Regions from separate parts of the Hordeum vulgare genome. Here region 1 is linked to region 2. Evidence: chromatin contacts called from public Hi-C data. All regions are on one chromosome and are shown on one strand. Each heading gives the region's core, a stretch centred on a gene start, on an enhancer-like site or on the middle of the called end of the contact. The rest is flanking DNA. Distances are from core to core; before and after follow the strand shown.

Region 1 (4,970 bases), core at 2,431-4,930, 200 kb after region 2:
AACCGGAAATTCACGGCTAATCCAGCAACGGCGAGACGCGGGCGCGGAATCTCACGATGGGTTCAGCCCACTTCCTCGGCAGGGATTAGGGGCGCGTGAAATCGATCAGGCCTAGGGAAGCCAAGAGGGAGAGAGAGAGAGAGAGGAGTATTACCCGAATGGATCTCATGGGAGCAGGGGGCGGAGGAAGCCGCAGCGCGACCAGCGCAGCACCAACCACGGCTGGCTCAGTATGAGGAGATCGAGGCCAGGGGATCATCCCGCGGGAGCGCCTGGGCCGGGATCTGCGGGGTGTCGCTGTGTCGGGCATGGGTCTCGCTCTCCCTCTCGGCCGTCCTCGACCGGGCGAAGAGAACGAAGGGCGGAGCAGGCGTGGGCGTACTGGTGGGCATTAAATACCGCATCGGACTCTGTTTTTGGGTAACATCACCGCTGATGGCTTTGGCTCTCTAATCTCTGGGAAGCTTTTGTGTGCTCCTTCTAATACAACAATTTTTTTTGAAACAAATCAAAAAGAGGCAGCAATGCATGCTATAGCTAACTTCTAAAGTAGGGAGGTAACTATAATAGTTTGTGTTTAGCTGATTTTTCATCAAAAACAGGAATGAGAATGCATAGTGCAGGTGCAGCCGATATGGAAACCTGAATGTACTGTAGGTTGAACCTAACAAAAGAGTAAAGTAATTCCCCATCCGCTTTCAATGCCGCCAACAAGATGTTGTGCTGTTTGTTACTAAGGTATATACAGTTAGTGAAGCCGTGACTTGGTAAGTACCAGCGTTTGACATGATATGAACAATTAAGGTATTCAGCTTATCAGCTAGCCTGTTGCCACAGCACACTAGCCAGTAAATATGAATCCAAAAGTAAACTCCAACCCCTTCATCAAACATGTTTAACGCCAACTCCAACATGGGAACCCGTTTCGTTCGCTTTGGTCCGTTTGGGTCCGCGAGGCCAAAAAGGCAAAAAACACGGCCCAACCGGCGGATGCAAACCCAAATTATGTCCGCTTGTTGTCTGCCTCGGCCCGCGCGTCGGCCGCCAAACCACCATCCACCGATGAAACCAGTCCACGCCCGTCCTTTTTAAGGTCACACATGCATGGGGGGAGGAGAGGGGGGGGGGACGCCCGTCCATTTTAAGGCCACACATGCGCGGGGGAGGGGGGCACGCCCATCCTTTTTAAGGCCACCCATGCGCGTGCGGGGAGTGGGGACCAGGAGGCTGGCAGCTCGTCTGGGCGACGACGCCCGACCAACTTTGCCATGGCGTCGCCAAGTATTGAGCCACGACCACGCTTTCACCTATACGTGCCGATGCACCGCTATCGTACTTCTAGGAGCATCGGGTGGCGGTGTCGTGGACCCACGTGAACCTGTCGTACGGGTGGCACCTCAACCCCGATAGGGTTCCGGTGTAGGCAGTGCTGACCTCAGACCGCGTGTGGCTGGCAAAGATCCTCCACCACCGTGCTCAACTCTCGGCCTACCTCTGGTGCGACCCAACGTATGTGATGAATTCGCCGAACTTGGGACACGTGGTTCTCCACCGAGCACAAGGAGCGCCACCGGTCATCCTTCGAGCTTGCGTTCCGTGCACCCACTCCACCACCACCACCAGTGGTGGTGAAGTAGGAGGATCAGGAGGAGGCCTACATTCCGGCCTCTAGGAGGCAGATAAGAGGGCCATCGGGGAGTCCAAGCTCAAGGAGTTCGCCAAGTGGCCTGGCCTTGTGCAGGCGCTGGCCGATTTGGCGGTCGGAATGCAGGCGAACGCACCCCCACTGCCACCACTTGCACCCGAGTCTGCACAGAGGTGGTCGCGGACGAGTAGTGCCTATGTATGTGTCGTGCCCGACCGTGTAGGTGGGCGCGACCAACGAGGAGACCGAGCAATACCTGGTGGAGGCTGAGCAGCATGCAGAGCAGCAGCAGGCAGCACACTAGTACGTGGTTGAGCAGGCGGCGCAGCCGGATGCGGCGTAGTAGGCTGCAGTGCTCGTAGCCTTCCAGCAGGCGTTCTCGTGGATAGAGGCGACGGTCTACGTCGACCTGACCAAGAAGGACGCCGACTGGATCTACCGCCCGCTGCAGGCTGTCTTTACTTTTATGCTTAATTTAATGTTTTTTAGTTTTAATTAATGAAAACTGGACTTCTGCCGTCCGTTCTTCAAAAAAATAATTCAAAATCCATCTGTCCGCGAATGCAAATGTGAAATGCGTTCGTCCGCATTGGGCGCACCTATGGGCCGGCGCACAAAAATGGACATTGGCATCCGCCTAGCCGACCCCAAACAGACAAAATCCACACCCGTTTGGGAGATTAAGATGAAAAGGTACGTATTGTACACTATGCATACTTAGAATCCTATATATATAAGCAAAACAAAGACACATTAAAAAGAGAAAGCAGCCCACAAGAGATTTCAGCCCTTTTAACTGGAGAAATGGGAAATGTGCTACTTCCACAGCTAAACAACCACCTTAAGAACCCTCCACTGAGTAACATTTTACGGTTGAAATAGCTGGAAAGAAATAACAAAGCTGAAAGCCCAAATTCATGGTTACGGTTGCTATAGCCTACTCAGAAATGTAGTGACTACAGAATAGGAAGGAAATGCAACTATAAAACTCTAGTTCATTGACAACAGAGAAGGAATACAACCTAAAAATCTCTTCAGAGAGAAGGGGTATTTGAAGAAGGTCGAATCTATCTCATTCACCACTAACCCACTGATCCAGTAACTGGCACAGGTGCCCACAAATGCAATTTTCACTGCGGATGATCCACAACACCGTGTATGCACCTGTTTAACATTCCCTCCCCCTGACCAGGTAGCCGCCCAATTTTTTCCTTGGATCAACAGGGCCCTGCCCCCGGTTCCATTTTCCATAGATGACGAAACCATTGACACAAGGTTCAGAGTTTTGCCACGCAATTTACCGTAGAGAAACAGGAAAAAAAACATAAGAACCTGACTTTGAATGAACAGATCATGCTTTCCGATAACCACGCACAAAGTGAGTTCCAACGGAGCGAGGAAAAATGAGAGAAACTAGGCGATGTCCTTCTCGCGAATCGCACGAGCAGCAAACCGACACGCGAACCGACAGACAGACAGACAGGAGCATGAATTTCGAACAATTCCATGGTTCCCATACTCCAGGAGCGCAATCCGTCAGCACCAACCGACCACCGCACCCGAGCGAACTCGTGGACGGCGGAAGAGCCAACCGTATCGGTTAATCCAGCCGCGCGAGCAGTCAGCAGGCAATTGACGGCTAACCCAGCAACGGCGAGAGGCCGGCGCGGAATCCCGCGACGGGTTCGTACCAATTACCCGCGGCGACGACTAGGGGGGCGCGAAATCGATCGGGCCTAGGGAAGCCAGGAGGGAGGGAGAGAGATGGAAGTATTACCCGAATGGATCTCCGGGGGCAGGGGGAGGAGGAAGCCGGGGCGCGACCGGCGCGGCCCCGACGGGCGCTGGCTCGGGAGGAGGAGATCGGGGCCGGGAGCTGGTTCGGCGGCGACGGCCGGCGACGAGCGGCGGAGGCTGGGTCGGGGTGTCGTGGTGGCGAGCATGGGTCTCGGTCTCCCTCTCGGCCCTCCTCGACCGGGGCGAAGAGAAGGAAGGAAGCGGAGCGGGCGCGTGCGTATTGCTGGGCGTTAAATACCGCGTCGGCCTGCCTCAGCCTGGCCGTGGTTGTTGTAACGCTGTTGCTCAATTCCCGTGGAACGGAACGATTGTTAAGGCGACGTTAATTACGTTCCAGTGATGCTGGACGCATTGGCTTGGTTTGGCTTAATCAGATCCTACGGCGTTCCCACTCGATCTGGTAACCGGACAGCAGAGCTGGGACGTGTCCTCTGGACGTGGGAACCGGAGCAGAGGGAAAAGGAACCGACCCTTTCAGCAGTCCAGCCGATGGTCTCGTCGTCAGCGGGGCAGACCGCAGAGGACAGTGGAGCGTGCGGCGAACGCGGCTTTTCCCGGACGCCGATCGCCCGGGCAAGTGGGGGACGAATATGCCTCCCTCGCTGCCGCTGCTTTTCTTTCTTCCTTCCACGCGGACGGCCGGGGAGGCCGACAAAAGGCTCTCTCCCTTCCTTCCCCTCCCCTGCGGTGACCGCCTCAGCTGTCCCTCTCTGCGACGTCACCCTTCTGCCGTCTCTCCCTCCCGTCTACCTTTCCAGGACAGATAGAAAGATTTGCCTGCCGGTGGTGAGCTGTTTTTTCCTTGCTTCTTTCTCTGCCAGATATCTGCTTTTTGCGTGATGCGTTTGATGACCTCGCCCTGACTTCCTCGGTCAGGGAAGTTCCTGTGAAGATCTCTCTGCCATGGTAGGAGTACATCGCGTGACGTGTGAGTCAAGCGAAAGTGACACGAGGGCATGATTTTGGCCAACACGTGCACTAAATGTTTAAAATCATACTACTTCACAGAACGGTGATGTGAAGATCCTCTACGGGTCTTACAGCATCTCCAGGCACGCCTCTTCCAAGCGTTTTTCTAATCATCGGCGTTAAAAAATCGTCCAGTCGCGTCCCCACGGTGACTGGTCCTGACGGTCCAGACTGAACCCAGTTCCCTGGGGCTTGAGGCGACCGACGCTATTTTTGCATGCACAAAACCTATTTGTCAACCTCTCTCCTCTCTTTCTCCTCCCTTTTTTGCTAGACCCACCATGTGCATGCAAAAAAGGAATCTTTTCTCTCTCTGTCTCTCTCCCAAGTGGCCGGCTGGGATGGAGGCGTGGCTGGAACCCCGAACCCGCCCAGGTCGTTTCTTGCGCCGGTTGGGTCCCAAACGGCGCTATTTCGGCCCCTGAGGGCGCCTAACAGCTGGAGATGCTCTTACCACTCGGCTTCAGCAGCAAATTGTGGGTCCCATCAACGAGGACCGGTCCGGCTTCTTGTCTGGGCGAAGCATCTCCGAGAACTTCGTCTACGCGGTGGAGCTGGT
Region 2 (4,910 bases), core at 392-2,891:
ACCCATAAGATCTCGAAGCCAAGTCATGGCTCTGGAACGTGGCTCTGGAACGTGGATAGCTAACTTCCACGCACCCCTGTCCATGGCTAAGTCTTTGTCGATATTCCAAACCTTCAGGTCTCTCTTAACGGACTCCTCCCATGTCAAGTTTGGTAATTAGAAATACCAACAGAAGAAAAATTGTAATATGAGAGACTAAACACATTCGTAATATAAATGAGAGCATGATGACAATATATGACAGCCGAGGGTCCTAACTCACTGATAACTATGCATCATGCAACACGACGGAGCACCTAAAAGTATCATTGGAAGTTACGGAGTCTCCATCCATTAGTCCAAGTTTTCGCTAAGGTGGATCCCACAGTGACATCTTTCATCTAGCTATTTTCTAGTTCAGCACTGGAACATGAATTAAGAACTACATAAATTTGGTTGCAGGCGAGCTTCAAAAATCATATGGCTTAAAATAAGCTCCAGGCATAGCATCCCTTATTGGGGATTGGGGAATCAGCCATACCGAACACTATTTTTTTCCCAAGAGTACACCAATGGTGTACCATATTTTTTTATAGAAGAGAGCAAAGTAAATTACAAGAAGCTCGAGCCCGATGTAAATCACAAGCACACCCACGCCATGACCACTACTTCAATCCTTTAGCGGCCATACAAAGGCATGGGGCCTGGTGCTATCTTTTAGCATCTGGTGATACAGATACCCATAAAGCTCCGAATGATAGATCCAAGATCTGTTATATTAATATTCCCCTCCTCCCACAAGATATGTGTGCTCCACCAGCAACCACATCTTGCATACTAAAGGATAAAAAAATGAAAACACATATACTATCTTATAGCATTATTGAACCTATCCGTTCAACTATACATAAAAGATGCAAAGGCCAGGAAACATCTTATCTTAATATATAATTCGTGCAGTTGTTAGTGTCAAGTACCCAGCAGAAAGGGGCTTTGCTTACTCCAAAAGTAGCTCACCGACTCATCCCTACTGGTTAAAAGTTCACAGTAAACTACCGCACAATTAATTCATACAAATACCAGTAAAGCAATCACCTGGTGTACTACCAGCATCACAGCAGATTCACACAAAAACTAGTAAAGCAGTCACTGGATTACCGTAGGACAAATCGGTCAAGCACATCATAAAATCGGTGGATAAGAGCAACGGTTACAACTTACAAAGCAAACTATAGGATTTCAGACGAGCGAGATACCTGCTCTGCGTGACGTCATAGATCTGGCCCTTGATGGCCATGAGGAGGGGTTTCTTGGGGTCGGACCCGTCGTACTGGCGGAGCTCCTCCTCATCGACCTCGCCCAGCTGCACGGGCGGCGGGAGCGGCTCCGCCTCGGGCTCCTCGCGCGGCCGCTGCCGGGGAGGAGGCGGCGGCGCGAAGATCCCCGAGACGACGTGGTACAGCGCGGCGGCGACTGCCACGGCGGTGAAGAAGGCCGTCGGGGACAGCCCCGTGTACGCTAAGATCGCCTGCTTCAGCGTCTCCCAGAGCTCCGCCACCGCCATCGCTGCTAAGCTCACCTCTTCTTCCTACCAGGGGTTCCGAGACTCGGGGATGAGGGGCGGGGCACTCTCGTCTTTTCGCTGCCTTCGATCTCGTGAGGAGGAGAGCGTGGAAAGAAATATCTCCGAGTTTATAAGGGGCGGCCAAGGGTCGGAGGAGAGGTCGGGTGCGTGTGTGAGAATTTCTGGTTTGGGTGCCCATCAGTCAGGGACGGTGGCGGCTAGCGGAGTTCTCTAGAAGGAATCCTACGTACGCATAGTATGACTTTGCGGGGATTCCGGGCTCGGAGACGAGTCGGGTTCGAATCCGATACATTTAGAGATCTCCACCGTTCGGCCCCGAAGGGCACGAAATAGCCTCGTCTGACTATTCGTCGACGTTCCAGCCGTCCACCCTTCAATCGTTGTTTTTGTCCCAGTTTCGACGTAAAATTAGCTTACATTTAACATATATTCAACATTCTTCTGCATAAATTAAACAATAATAGTTATTTATTTTATCATATGATTTATCACAGAAATTAATATAAATCAAAAATAGTTTAACAACTCGATACAAATCAAAAATCAAGCTAGACGTTGCCCTTCAGCCTCTTGTAGGTGCTTCATCAAATCGTGTTGCACTTCTCAATGCACATGTGGGTCTCGGATCTCCTGACGCATGTTGAGGAAGGCAGTCCATATTGTAGGTAGCTGGTGATTAACTTGGGCATGAGGACCTTGCGTGTAATATGATTCAATGTCAAACACTGGCTCCTCCTGCTCGCTCTCAATGATCATGTTGTGCAAGACGACACAACAAGTCATGACTTTCCACATTTGATCTTTCGATCAGGTCTGAGCGGGGTACCGGACAACAGCAAAATGAGATTGAAGCACACCGAATGCCCGCTCGACACCCTTCCGGCAAGCTTCTTGATGCTTGGCAAAATAGGAGTGCTTGCCTCCTGGTGCAGGATTTAAGATAGTCTTCACATATGTGGACCATCTCGGCTAGATGTCATCTGCTAGGTAGTATCCCTTGTTGTAGTGGTGCCCATTGACCTCATAGTTTACCGGAGGAGTATGACCTTCAACAAGCTTGGCAAAGACATTCGAGCGCTACAGTACGTTGATGTCATTGTGAGTTCTTGACATACCAAAGAAGGAGTGCCAAATTCAGAGGTCATGTGTGGCCACTGTCTCAAGTACCACACTACAACCTCCTTTGACGCCTTTATACACCCCTTACCAAGCAAATGGATAGTTTTCTCATTTCCAATGCATGTAGTCGATACTTCCAAGATGTAACAGTCCGAGACCGACGCTCCACAAGATTGCCCTTTTATTTCGTTCTCGTCGTGTGATTCGTTTGGTTGTCACATTCATCATCGCATCATTCGCATTGCATCGACACACTGTTGTCGTCTATTTTCAAAACTTGCATCTGTTATTAGTTGTCGGTTCTCTCTGTTTTCATCGTTGACCGGTTCGAGTCCAACCACACACGCACGTGCCCGCGACATCAAAAAAAATATTATTTTTAAAATTGTGTGTAAAACTTTTTCGGATTGGGTGGAAACTTAGCGTGCGATCTTAATGTAGTGTAGGTAGCCGCCTGTCAAATTTCATCGCGATCGGAGTTCGTTTGATACCCGAACCGTTAAACCTATAGTGGCACTATAGCCGATCTAAATCGTAGACGTTTCGGTATTTTAAGACTCCGATGCCGGATTGCCCATTTTTCCTCTCATTTCCACCTAGCCCCTCTACACAGTGCACCGACCTACTGCAACCTAGCCCGAACCCCCCCCCTCGAACCCGAACCCGGCGGACGTGAGCGTTGGCTCCGGATCAACCCCGTAATACCCTAAGCCATGAGCTATTTGTCGATTGGACTCCCTAACCTGATTATATTAACCATCTGATCTAAATCGGGGGGTCCAAAAGACCCCAAACTTAGGTCACTTGGTATTTAGAGACCACTCTAGTCTATTTTGAGCAAACCCTAGAGTTTAGGGACAAGATCCCTCGTTTTCCTCAGCGTCGCTGCCACCCCTGTCCATTCCATCCTTAGGATCCCTCCCAATCCACCCACCTTGTTTTCTCTGCCAGCCATTAGAACCCAGTCGATCCATCCGCAGCAGCCGCCGATCCATGTGCAGCTCCCCCAAGCCTATGGACATGTTCAGCCGCCCGTAGCTCCCTCCGTCCGCGCCGTCGCATGCGGTCCCTAGCTGAGCTTGCCTCGTGCTCGACTCCGCCGCCAATGATCAGCACCCGAGACCAGCCTCTTCTCTAGCCGCGCTGGCGACCAGGTACTGCAGCCGTCGCACTGCTGATACGTCTCCAACGTATCTATAATTTTTGATGGTTTCATGTTATTATCTTGTCAAACTTTGGATGTTTTGTATGCCTTTTATACCTTTTTTGGGACTAACTTATTAACTCAGTGCCAAGTGCCAGTTCCTGTTTTTTCCGTGTTTTTGACCCTTTTCAGAGGAGGATTTTAAACGGAGTCCAAACGGAATGAAACTTTCAAAAAGATTTTTTCCAAAACAGAAGATGATCGGGAGACTTGAGAACCAAGGCAGAGGGTCACCAGGGACCCCACAAGCCCCCTAGCCACGGCCAGGGGCGCGCCTCCCAGGCTTGTGGGCTCCCTGGGCCTCCTCTTCCCTAGATCTTTCGCCTATATATTCACTAAAATCCCAGAAAAAATCAGGAGAGCCACGGAAATACTTTTCCGCCGCCGCAAGCTTCTGTCTCCGCAAGATCCCATCTGGGGCACGTTCTGGTGCCCTGTCGGAGGGGGGATTCGGACACGGAGGGCTTCTTCATCAACACCATGACCTCTCCGATGATGCGTGAGTAGTTCACCATAGACCTACGGGTCCATAGCTAGTAACTAGATGGCTTCTTCTCTCTCTTGGATCTTCAATACAAAGTTCTCCATGATCTTCATGGAGATCTATCTGATGTAATCTTCTTTTGGGGTGTGTTTGTCGAGATCCGATGAATTGTGGATTTATGATCAGATTATCTATGAATCTTATTTGAGTTTCTTCTGATCTCTCTTATGCATGATTTCATATCCTTGTAATTCTCTTCCAGTTGTGGGTTTTGTTTGGCCAACTAGATCTATGATTCTTGCGATGGGAGAAGTTCTTGGTTTTGGGTTCATACCGTGCGGTGACCTCACCCAGTGACAGAAGGGGTAGCAAGGGACGCATCGTGTTGTTGCCATCAAGGGTAAAAAGATGGGGTTTTCATCATTGGTTTGAGATTATCCCTCTACATCATGTCATCTTGCTTAAGGCGTTACTCTGTTCGTCATGAACTCAATACACTAGATGCATGCTGGATAGCGGTCGATTTGTGGAGTAATAGT

What was found. Hi-C and Micro-C count contacts between places; a contact is called where the count stands out from the background.
Region 1: a Hi-C map of leaf shows a contact between it and region 2, with 4 times the contacts expected there. The contact joins the promoter of LOC123433348 here to the promoter of LOC123433331 in region 2. A contact is called at or near these places in 5 of 6 Hi-C or Micro-C datasets (leaf, seedling and an unstated tissue) and 1 of 1 datasets of contacts at active chromatin or transcription factors (embryo).

What each region holds. Positions count from the first base shown.
Region 1 is chr1H:315,327,046-315,332,015 of MorexV3_pseudomolecules_assembly, forward strand. LOC123433348 (F-box/LRR-repeat protein At3g48880) reads right to left here and starts at 3,681. Exons shown (of 3, transcript XM_045115449.1): 1 at 3,423-3,681.
Region 2 is chr1H:315,132,059-315,136,968 of MorexV3_pseudomolecules_assembly, forward strand. It overlaps LOC123433331 (membrane steroid-binding protein 1-like), which reads right to left and starts at 1,642. Exons shown (of 2, transcript XM_045115447.1): 1 at 1,236-1,642. The coding sequence starts at 1,543.